Linked DNA regions of Hordeum vulgare: region 1 is linked to region 2. Evidence: chromatin contacts called from public Hi-C data. All regions are on one chromosome and are shown on one strand. Each heading gives the region's core, a stretch centred on a gene start, on an enhancer-like site or on the middle of the called end of the contact. The rest is flanking DNA. Distances are from core to core; before and after follow the strand shown. Region 1 holds the start of LOC123412677 (4-hydroxyphenylacetaldehyde oxime monooxygenase-like). Region 2 holds the start of LOC123411271 (AIG2-like protein D).

Region 1 (5,725 bases), core at 730-3,229, 240 kb after region 2:
CACTTGCTTTGTGATTTGCAGAGAACACAAACAGTAATCTGAGCGGGCGGTATAGGTCACTATTCGGTCGAGGTTCCTCTGACTCGGGCCACGTTCTGACCATCTACACATTCGCTCGTGACTTCAACGAATTGAGTAGACAACAAAGTTGACTCCAGGTAATAACTCACGTGGGCCAACCGCTGAGCATAAAGCTTACCATTTTTAGATGCATCAAGAGTGTGCAGTGCCACTAGAGTCAAATCGAAAGAAAATGAACCTATAAAAATCTATAACACGAACAACTTTCTCTCTCTTAAAACTGCTCCCTCCCCACTTTTCCTTATTTTTCCCACCGCGTCTTTTGCTGTTATTAATCCTCTCTCTGACACACGTTTGCATGGACGAGGCACAAGAAGATGACACTCTCTTTCTCATCTGACTGGTACAGTGATATGCATATCTATGGTCTCTTTCGATAGGCTCACAGTGACCTGCATGCCTAGTGCTGCGACTGATTTCAGCTCCCGTCCTGGCCAAACGGGCAGGCCTGGCACGGCATGGCACGCCCGGGACCGTGCCGTGCCGGCCCACCGGCGCAGCTTCCTCGTCGAGACACGGTACGGAGGCTATACGGAGCGGTCCGTAGCCATGCCAGACCCGCTAGTCTGCTAATTTTTTATTATTATTTTAGGCTGTTATTTGGGTCGATTTTCGACTGTTAGGTTGTTTTTTGGACCGACTTTAATATATTAGATTGTGTTTTGGATCGATTTTTGATCTATTAAGTTTTTTAATCATATATATATAAATAAATAAATAATAAATAAATAATAAAATGGTGAGGAGGAGGGAGAGCTTTTTCGGGCTAAGAAGAACAAGAGGAGAGGAGAAATGGTGGTTGGTGGGCGAGGGGTTCGGGGTGGCAGAATATAAAGGCAAGAAACGCCATAGATACTGGCGTTCCACCTCATGTCTGCAACGCCAGCCACCTTGGCGTTTCTGGGAAGGGCCGCAACGTCCAGTAGACTGGCGTTGCACACGAGGCCCGCAACGTCCAGTAGACTGGCGTTTCATAACAGGGCTGCAACACCACGGTGCATGGCGTTTTCAAAAGGGTCAAAACGTGAAATACTTTCGAACCGAGTTTATTACGTAATCAACTTATATCCTAAGGATCAAAACAGTGAAAAATCCCCAGCGATGGCGGCAGTGCACCGGTCTACATCGATGGGGATGGCTGTGATGTGCCGCGCCAAGAAGAAAAAGAAGGAGAAGAATGTAGGGCTCAACGCTTTTACAGAAAAAATATAAGGAAAGAAAAGGATAAGCTGCTCGGAGGCCCACAGGACGCGTGGCGCACGTCAGACGCGACTTACGAAGCACGGTGATCATTCGGTTGATTTTGAACGATTTCCGATAAAGATTTACCTGTGCATCGCGAGCGTAGCAGGCGGCCTTGACGCGGCGGCGGCTGAGCAGCTCGAGGATGAAAAGCTTGCGCATGTCGCGGACGTAGTCGCTGAAGGGGGAGAAGGCGACGTCCTTGTAGCCGTACGACAGCAGCCGCGGCCCGGCCGCCGGGGGGCGGCTGCAGCAGTCCGCGTCGTGCACCTTGAGGGCCTCCCGCGCGGCCTCCGGCGAGGACAGCACCACCGTCGGAACCATGCCCAGCCGTAGCATCATGACCGGCCCATGCCGCCTCGCGAGCGCCGAGAGGCTCCGATGGGGAAGCGGGCCGATCTGGTGCAGGTTGCCGACGATGGGCAGCTTCCGGGGCCCTGGCGGCAGCCTAGCGCCAGCGGGCCTGCTCCAGGTCCGGCGTAGGAGGAGGAAGACAAGTGGGACAAGGAGTAGGAGAAGCTGCCATTGTTGGGGCAGGAGCTCGAGAAGCTGAGAAGCACCCATTTGCCTTGCCTGATGGCTTGCTCTGGTTGAGGCCTCACCGCCTGAGCGACAGCGAGCCAGGGGGTTTAAGTAGGACAGAGCTAGTAGGTACAACGACGGACGACACTTTGATGGTTATAATGCACATGTGCAAGTACATATGGTGGCATCAGAAATACAGAATTTTGGGCTCTCAGGTTACTACGTACTTATGTAGAGATGCGTGATTGAACACAATGGCAACTGCACCAAGTAATTGATGTCAAAATAAAATAAAATTGCACCATGTATTGCTTTGCTTCAACAATGAAAATGCAGTGAATTCAAGCAACCTTGTTCTCAGCTACACAACTTGACTGCGTATATCACACTGCAGGTAAAAGGAGGATTAGGGCGGTAGCCACTTTATTGCAGCTAGCCAGGCAGGTGGAGGAGATGGTCTGGAAAATGATGTAGGAGGACGATCCACTTTCAAGATAGCTGTACTGATGTCTGGCCCTGGTAAGCTAAGTGGCCAGGACGAAAGGGAAGGAACGGACGGCCAGGAATCGAGCTCGCTTTGTTTTCCAAATTGGGACGGTTCTCGCACCCACCTAATAAATTAGGACGGAGAAGACACGTGCCCAAAATCAAAGGCTATGCAATGTCTAGCGCAAATTTTCTTCCGCACCCCTTTACGATAAGGAATACTAGTTTACGGATGCGGAAGAGCGACATCCAACATTAATTGTATACATTGCAGCCCTTACTTTAGTAATCCGGACGAAATTCACGCAAACCGGATGATATTCATCAAAGTTTAAATAGGAAATAGCATAATCATTCATACATACCATGTAAATTAAATATAATACAACAAGGTCTCGAATTAAGGAGACGTCCAACAAGTTTTAATCAAAAGACCATGTCGTCCAACATAAATTGTCCCTTCAGTTTCATCCAACACTATGTTAACATAAATGATCGTCTCTTTTTCCTGTGATACGCCACGACAGCGCGTGCGGGTTACATATAATGTGTAGACCAAGTGAATGAATCAATCAACAAGTTGAGCAAGAGGAAACAAAAAACTTACAAGCCACTCATCTACTTCGTGCAATGGCCACCTTTCCTCGAGCCGACGAACCATGTTACAAAACTTGGTGATGTTGATCTGGATCATGTGCGAGCGATACGACAATGACTTCACATTGCGTGGTTGAATGATGCACATGTTATAGGGCGCAATGTCCTTTTATGTGTGAAACATTTCGTGCAGTTGCCGCCAGAAGGGCTCCCCTCCGGTCCTGCCTATGAAATTCACGGATGCGGCCAGCCATGCATCGCACAACAACTCATCCTTCATGGTCGAGTAGCTCACCATCCCCCGAACTCTAAAAAATGACATAGCATTTGAAAATAAGCTCTAATTGACCCCCGGCGTGGTGACCGCCATGAAGGTCGTCGACAGGGGGCGAAGTGTATATGGGTTCAAACGACTCCAGGATGAAAAGCTCCGCCGTAGACGACGAGGGGGTGTGTGATGATCCACAAGTATATGGAATCAATCGTAATCTTTATGATAAGTAAGAGTGTTAAACCCGATGAGGAGCAGAAGGAAATGACAAGCGGTTTTCAGCAAGGTATTATCTGCAAGTGATGTGAGTAAAAAATGTAGATAGTTTTAGAGTTAAAAAGTCGTAACAAGTGACAAGTAACAATAGTAGAAAAGGTGTAGCAATGTGTCCCAATCCTTTTTATAGCAAAGTACAAGCCGAAAAGTTCTCTTATATAAAGTAAAGTGTTCTCTCGAACACATAGGAACTGTCTAGTTCATCATGTTTAGTTGATTCACGTTTGTTACTTTGATAATTTGATATCTGGATGGACCGGTGCTTGGGTGTTGTTATTACTTGAACAAGCAACCCATTTAAGATTACCCACTCTCGCAAGCATCCGCAACTATGAAAGAAGAATTAAAAATAATATAACCATAGCATGAAACATGTGGATCCAAATCATCCCCTTACGGAATAACATATAAACTAGGGTTTAAGCTTATGTCACTCTAGCAACCTGATAACCCACAAATACAGGGGATCAATCGTAGTCCTTTCGATAAGTAAGAGTGTCGAACCCAACGAGGAGCAGAAGGCTATGATAAACAGTTTTCAGCAAGGTAATAACTGCAAGCACTGAAAGTAGCGGTAACAAGTGATGGTGTAGCTAGGTGAAACGTAGCAAGTGAAAAGTAAGAAGTAACAAGTAGTAGCAATGGTGCAGCAAATGGCCCAATCCCTTTTGTAGCAAGGGACAAGCCTGAACAAAGTCTTATAGGAGGAAAAACGCTCCCGAGGACACACGGGAATTTCTATCATGCTAGTTTCATCATGTTCATGTGACTCGCGTTCGTTACTTTGATAGTTTGATATGTGGGTGGACCGGCGCTTGGGTACTACCCTTACTTGGACAAGCATCCCACTTATGATTAACCCCTCTCGCAAGCATCCGCAACTACGAAAGAAGAATTAAGACAATGTCTAACCATAGCATTAAACTAGTGGATCCAAATCAGCCCCTTACGAAGCAACGCATAGACTGGGGTTTAAGCTTTTGTCACTCTAGCAACCCATCATCTACTTACTACTCCCCAATGCCTTCCTCTAGGCCCAAGTATGGTGAAGTGTTATGTAGTCGACGTTCACATAACACCACTAGAGGAAAGACAACATACATCATATCAAAATACCAAACGAATACCAAATTCACATGACTATTATTAGCATGACTTATCCCATGTCCTCGGGAACAAAAGTAACTACTCACAAAGCATAATCGTAATCATGATCAGTGGTGTAAGGAATAGCATCAAGGATCTGAACATATACTTTTCCACCAAATAATCCAACTAGCATCAACTACAAAGAGTAATCAACACTACTAGCAACCTTACAAGTACCAATCGGAGTCGTGAGACGGAGATTGGTTACAAGAGATGAACTAGGGATTGGAGAGTTGATGGTGCTGATGAAGATGTTGATGGAGATGACTCCCCTCTAACGAGAGGAGTGTTGGTGATGACGATGGCGACGATTTCCCCCTCCGGGAGGGAAGTTTCCCCAGCAGGATCGTCTTGCCGGAGCTCTAGATTGGATCTGCTCAAGTTTCGCCTCGTGGCGGCGGCGAAACCACGAAAAAGCTCCCTCTTAATTTTTTCTAGAAAGAAACCCTTCATATAGCAAAAGAGGGGGCCAGTGGGCCGTCAGGGAGCCCACAAGCCCTGTAGCCGCCACCGGGGGGGGGGGGGGTGGTGGCGGCTACCAGGCTTGTTGGGCCCTGGTAGCTCCCCTCTGGTACTTCTTTCGCCCATTATTTTTTATGTATTCCCAAGAAATTCCACGTAAATTTTCAGGGCAATTAGAGTTGTGCAGAATAGAGGACTCAGATTTGCTCCTTTTCTAGTCCAGAATTCCAGCTGCCTGAATTCTCCCTCTTCAAATAAACCTTGCAAAATAAGAGAGAAAAGACATCAATATGGTACCACAAAGTAATATAACAGCCGATAATGCGATAAATATCAACATGAAAGCATGATGCAAAATTGACGTATCAACTCCCCCAAGCTTAGACCTCGCTTGTCCTCAAGCGAAAACCAAGTTCCATAAACATGTTCACATGTTTAGGGACGAAGGTGTTGATGAAACATAATACAGACATGAGGGCATCATGATCACACATAGAACAACAATACACCGTAAAGATTCTTATAGGAAAGTAGCAATTCCTTCACAAAGCAAAGTATGAAGCAAAAACCTTACCGAGAAGTAACCAACAACAGTCCAAAGTCATTGAAGCAATTGCAATTTATCATAACATCAGA
Region 2 (5,316 bases), core at 706-3,205:
TCAAAACATGAATAGAACCTCCAAATCTCAAAGGAAAAATACAAGCTGTTACCCCTCATGTTGATTTCTTAATACGCCTCATTTCCAAAAAAAAGTCTAGGGTTCCTCTGCCTCCCTGTAGGTGGCACTCGTCTCTAGTGTCCCTAGGCCTATGGTCATTATGGCATGGTGGATCCGTATCTTTGTCAGTGAGAGAGCTCTTTTATGTTTTTTTTAGTTTTGTTAGGGTTTTTGTCTTGCTCCGGAAGGCGAGATGACGGCGGCACATTCAAGATTGAATAAGGTTCTTCCCGCCTAGCCTCCGCCCTGATGGTGCGTCTAGCATCGTTGGTGGACGTGTGAAGGTGTGTTTGTCTTTGGTGAATCTGCTCGGATTTGATCATCGTTTGTCTACGTTCATGTGTCTTCAAGTTGGATCCTTTCGATCTACGCTACTCTACGATGATGGTTGTTGTTGTGGTGTGCTGGTCCTATGTGGCATTTCCATGAAAACTTTCGAACTGTCTACTATAATAAGTTTTACCCGGCTCCCGCTCGTTTCGACGCTTATAATCGTCCTTAGATGGTTTATAAATCTAGATAAAAAATTAGTATTTCTAGTGTTTGTTGTACTCACATTATTGAAAATGAATAGATTGAAAGTTTTTTTCGCAAGAAGAATCTCATAGAAAAATAACACACTTAATTCTGCAAAAGCAACTTCTTCTTTTTTAGGAAAAAAACAACTTCCTTTTAGGAAAAAGGCCACATGGCATATACTTCCTCTGTTAGTACAAAATTTAGTCATTTTTGAGCCACTTATTTTGGAACGAAAAAAGTATTAAGTAGGGTATATCCTTAAAAGAACGCCCTTTCAAAAGTTTAAAAATAAATCCAAGTCCTCACGGCCTTATCCTTCTTGCATTCATCGATGGCATGACGTGAACAAATTTACTCGATTATACAAAGCATGATCTTAATCTGTTGGTCAGAGGCTTCCACGCACAAAAATTATAAGAGTTATCTAAGTTGTGTTAAGAAAGATGAGTGTATGTGAAGTTGATGCACTGTGTTTAAAACAATGCACACTGAAAAATTTATATGAAAAGCGAACTCACGAGTGAATGGACGGTTAAGAAGACAGTGGTATTTTCTGGAGAGTTCAAGTCACAGATTAGACATTGGTGTTCGTATTTTTTTGAATTTATTTTGGATATTTTGATGAAATGCATTTAGGGGTAGGAAATGTTCTCACCGACTATGAAGACGTGTATGCCGACATTATCAATCTTAAAATGACGTGTCGATTCAGTCTTTGAAGATGATCATAAAAATGTGTGCGTTCCTATGAATAAGGGTATATTCATGTATATAAACTACTTTGATTGCATTATGCTAAAAAAATACTCCCTCCTTTTCGGTTTATAGGGCTCATCTTAAAAAAAAATAGATTTTCACTATATTAAGCTCATTTTGAGTCTAATTAAACTAATGTGCTTTGAGTACCACGCCATATTTAATTCATAGAGATTAGAAAAAGGAAATTAGTGGACAAGCATGCATTTTTTTTTACATTCATCATGCAAGTCCAATGAAAAGGGCGGATGCTACATTTATTGCCTCGGTAATTGAATACGTGGGAAATATTTTATTGGCTAGTTGAAACTAGTGACATCCATTCATAATTCATTTTGGTTGATGAGATTTTAGATTTAAGCCCTATAAATCGGAAAGGAGCGAGTACGAAAATTATTCCATCCAAAGCAGATATACTAGGAGTATTATTTTTGACTCGGTCTCTCAAAGATGCTCATAGAAATAATGTGCATGCGTTTATAGAGATAAGTGTATGTGCGTGTACATGAGATGGCGTTTGCATCTGTAATTGTGTTTGAAAAAAATATTATTTCCTCAATTAAAATTTTGTACTCGTATTTAAAGAGCGCGCTCGCTGTGCTTGCTCACGCAGCAGAGCAATTGACAGCCCACCACAGCCTGAGCTCGGTCTCGGTCGTACGTATCCATCCCTCTGTGGCACGCCAAGTGTCAGCAACAAGCACCCAACCCCCTCCTCCCCCCGCTCATCTCCTGCTCCCGAGCCCATGGCGGCGACTCCTCCTGCCGCCACCGCCGTCGTCGCCGCGGGCGGAGCGCACAGCGTGTTCGTGTACGGGAGCCTGATGGCGGACGAGGTGGTCACCGCCATCCTCAAGCGCGTCCCGGCCTCCTCCCCGGCGCTCCTCACCAACTAGTACGGATACCACACGCTCGCCCCTTTCTTTCCCGCTCCCGTCATCCTCGGTGGTTCCCGATCCCTGCTTCACCCCCACCAAATAATCCTCTCTAGCCTCTAGTCATCGCTCTCGCTTCCCCTGTTATGCTTGTTCGTCGAATTGACTAATTGATGTGCTTGGCGACGAGATCGTGTTTTTGATTAGCCAGGGATTGACCGAGTGATCACAATCCATTCAGTACCCAATATGCGGTGATAAAACAGCCAACTTGTACTATGTAGCTAGGAGCTCTAGGATAAAAATGGAACACTATGTGGAAGCTCGAATTCACTGCAATTTGAGACCCTTAATGGCCATAAATGCAACAAAGGACTTCATGTTTGACATGGGAATCCTGAACTTGCCCGTGTTATGGCAGGACCGTTGTCCATTTCTAGGTTTTAGAATTGATAGGATTTCTTGTGCTCGTACCGGTAACAAACTGTCTTGAGCAATTAAACATGTATGGAGATGATCTGCTGTTCTTGTTGTAATTTGACTCTTGAACTAGAGCTCTTTTTTACACTATTCTAGTTCTCCATCCATATTGATTTACTTCCAAGTTGGAAGCTAAGTTTTGACATCGGATGCCATTCTTTGCAGCCACAGGTTTAACATCAAGGGTCGTATTTATCCAGCAATCCTGCCTGTTGAAAGCAAGATGGTTGCTGGAAAGGTTTGTTAACTGTTTAACTGTTCTACAGAGCTCAGCTGTTTATCATTTTTTCCTTTTTGTCATTTTTCTACATTTACAGATTTGTTAATAAGCTTATCATTTTCTCAGTTGGCTGTACCCTGTTCCCTTGGTTCCACCGCTGTCGTTAGAGCATATAGTTTCTCTCTGCTTTTAGGCCAACTCCACCGCACGACCCCAAACGGATGTCCGGTTTGGCCGGATTTTGTCCGTTTGGGGCGGCAATGTGTTCGCCCACGTCCGCTTCTGACCGTTGGGTCGTGCGTACGCCCACTGTGCGGCCGCACCCCAAATCATATCCGTGTTGGACGTGATTAAAAAAATTAGAAAAACTTAAATAAAAAGTAAATAAACGCAGTTAAAAAAACTTAAAACATAAAATTAAGGGTCACGACCACAAAACGGGCCAGTTTCACCGTCGTTGACATAATTAACATAAATAAAAAATAAAAAACGCCCGTCAATGCCGTGGCCGTCGCCGTCTTCAATGGCCGCCGGTGTCGTCGTCGTCGCTGACGAGGTCGACGTAGGCCGGCGGTCCCTGGTGCGCGGGGGCGGGCTGGAAGCTGGCAGGTGCCTGCACCACCTCCTCCCGTGGCGAGGCGTCCCGCTCCGGTGACCGCGGCGGCGTGGGGCACCAGTTCACGCCCCCCACTGCGTGCGCCATGGCTGCGAGGCGGCCGGCCGGCGAGTTCGAGGCTAGGGTTTGGGGTGTCGGGTTTCGAGGAGGCCGCGGGGTGTAGTGGGAAGTGTGGACGACGACCGGTCCACGGCTTCCCCATTTAAGAAGGACCGCGACCGTTTCTTGGGCGGATGACAGGCGGGCCCGGCCGCTCGTGCGCATTGATGTGGGCGGGTGGGAGGTAGGTGGCCGCCTGCCACGCGGCCCGGAACGGACGAGCGGGCGTCCGTTCGCTGTCCGTCACGACCCAAACCCCGCGCAAGTTTGCGCTCGAAATGGGTCGCCCCGGACACAAAACGGACAAGATGGGTCCGGGCCGTCTCGCGCTGGGCCAACCAGTTTGTCCCTTTTACCCCAAACGGACGGTGCGGTGGAGTTAGCCTTACGTGTCTGGTTTCTCAGGCTTTTCACCCCAGAATAGCGAAGTGCTGGAGTTTTTATTGTAAGTTTAAAATTGTTAAGTCAATAATTTTGGGGGAGTTCGGGCCAACAAGCTTCTCGTTCTTAAAAGTTGCTTTGGTCAGACAGTTGGTCGCGTCTAATTTTGTGTGATCCAGCATTTGCTCTTGTTATTACTAAATTTAGAAACTCATATAATTTTGAAACCATGAAATTGTTGTAATAACTGCATCTGTTTCTGTGAAGTCAATTTCTCACTTGGCTTGGACCGTTATGTGCTATAGTTTTTTCTCCTTTTGCAATAAGGCCAATCGTTTAGCTTTGATTCCCAGCTACACCCTTTTCCTACTTATGCTTACTGCTCTGCAGGTTATCATGGGCATTTCTGATGCAGAACTCATTGTCTTAGATGCATTTGAGGATTTTGAGTATGTAAGGAGAAGAGTTCAGATATCACTCACCGTAAGTTTATTTTCAACTGAAGTGACCCGTTGTTCATGGTCTTGCTGTGATCAGAAACTGTTTGAAGCTGGTAACTTGTCGTTTTAGATGGTTTTGCTCAAAGAAAGTTTGGCATTACAGGATACTTCAGAGACAATGCATGCTGACACTTATATATGGAGTGATGCAGAGGATCCAGATCTGTATGGTGAATGGGATTTTGAGGTGAGGGTGTCTCATTTCTTTGTGATCTATTGATGCATCTGATTTCAGTTCTTTCAGTCCCGCACTTGATTTTTGGAATGAACACATTTATTGTGTTCCCAAGTCACACTGCAACCGAACCCTTTCTGATCAATAATACAAATGTTGATAGATTTCACCGAAGTTATGAGTTGTGACAGAAGAATCACAATACGAATGTTTGCCCCATAAGATTATGCTAATGTACACAATGAACCGCACTATTTATGATGAGCTCATGTAGGTAATTTTGCTTCTGAAAGAAAGTGTTAACTCCATTTTTATGTTCATATTCAGCAGAGAGGGCTGACTGCCACCTTTTTCTGCCCATTTGAGAACAAAATGCTTCTGTGGTTGTAGTCTACTATGCATTTACTCTGATAATTTTCAAACCGATCGGTTTCCACTATTTGTCGATGTGAATTTTGCTTTCGGGGACAAATTATTTGTTGCGTACTAATTACATCAGCCACTATAGGAGTGGAAGAGGCTTCACATGAAGGATTTCCTAACGATGACACTTGGATTCATGGATGGATTCGAACGGCCTGAACACAAGACCCGGGTCGAGACCTACCAGTCTTTCATGCACGAGCATGAACAGC

Evidence for each region. Hi-C and Micro-C count contacts between places; a contact is called where the count stands out from the background.
Region 1: a contact with region 2 is called in a Hi-C map of leaf, with 3 times the contacts expected there. The contact joins the promoter of LOC123412677 here to the promoter of LOC123411271 in region 2. A contact is called at or near these places in 3 of 6 Hi-C or Micro-C datasets (leaf and seedling) and 1 of 1 datasets of contacts at active chromatin or transcription factors (embryo).

The regions. Positions count from the first base shown.
Region 1 is chr7H:564,568,561-564,574,285 of MorexV3_pseudomolecules_assembly, forward strand. LOC123412677 (4-hydroxyphenylacetaldehyde oxime monooxygenase-like) reads right to left here and starts at 1,980. Exons shown (of 3, transcript XM_045105622.1): 1 at 1,411-1,980. The coding sequence starts at 1,887.
Region 2 is chr7H:564,330,628-564,335,943 of MorexV3_pseudomolecules_assembly, forward strand. It overlaps LOC123411271 (AIG2-like protein D), which reads left to right and starts at 1,956. Exons shown (of 5, transcript XM_045104201.1): 1 at 1,956-2,230; 2 at 2,856-2,928; 3 at 4,397-4,489; 4 at 4,610-4,693; 5 at 5,190-5,316. The coding sequence starts at 2,082.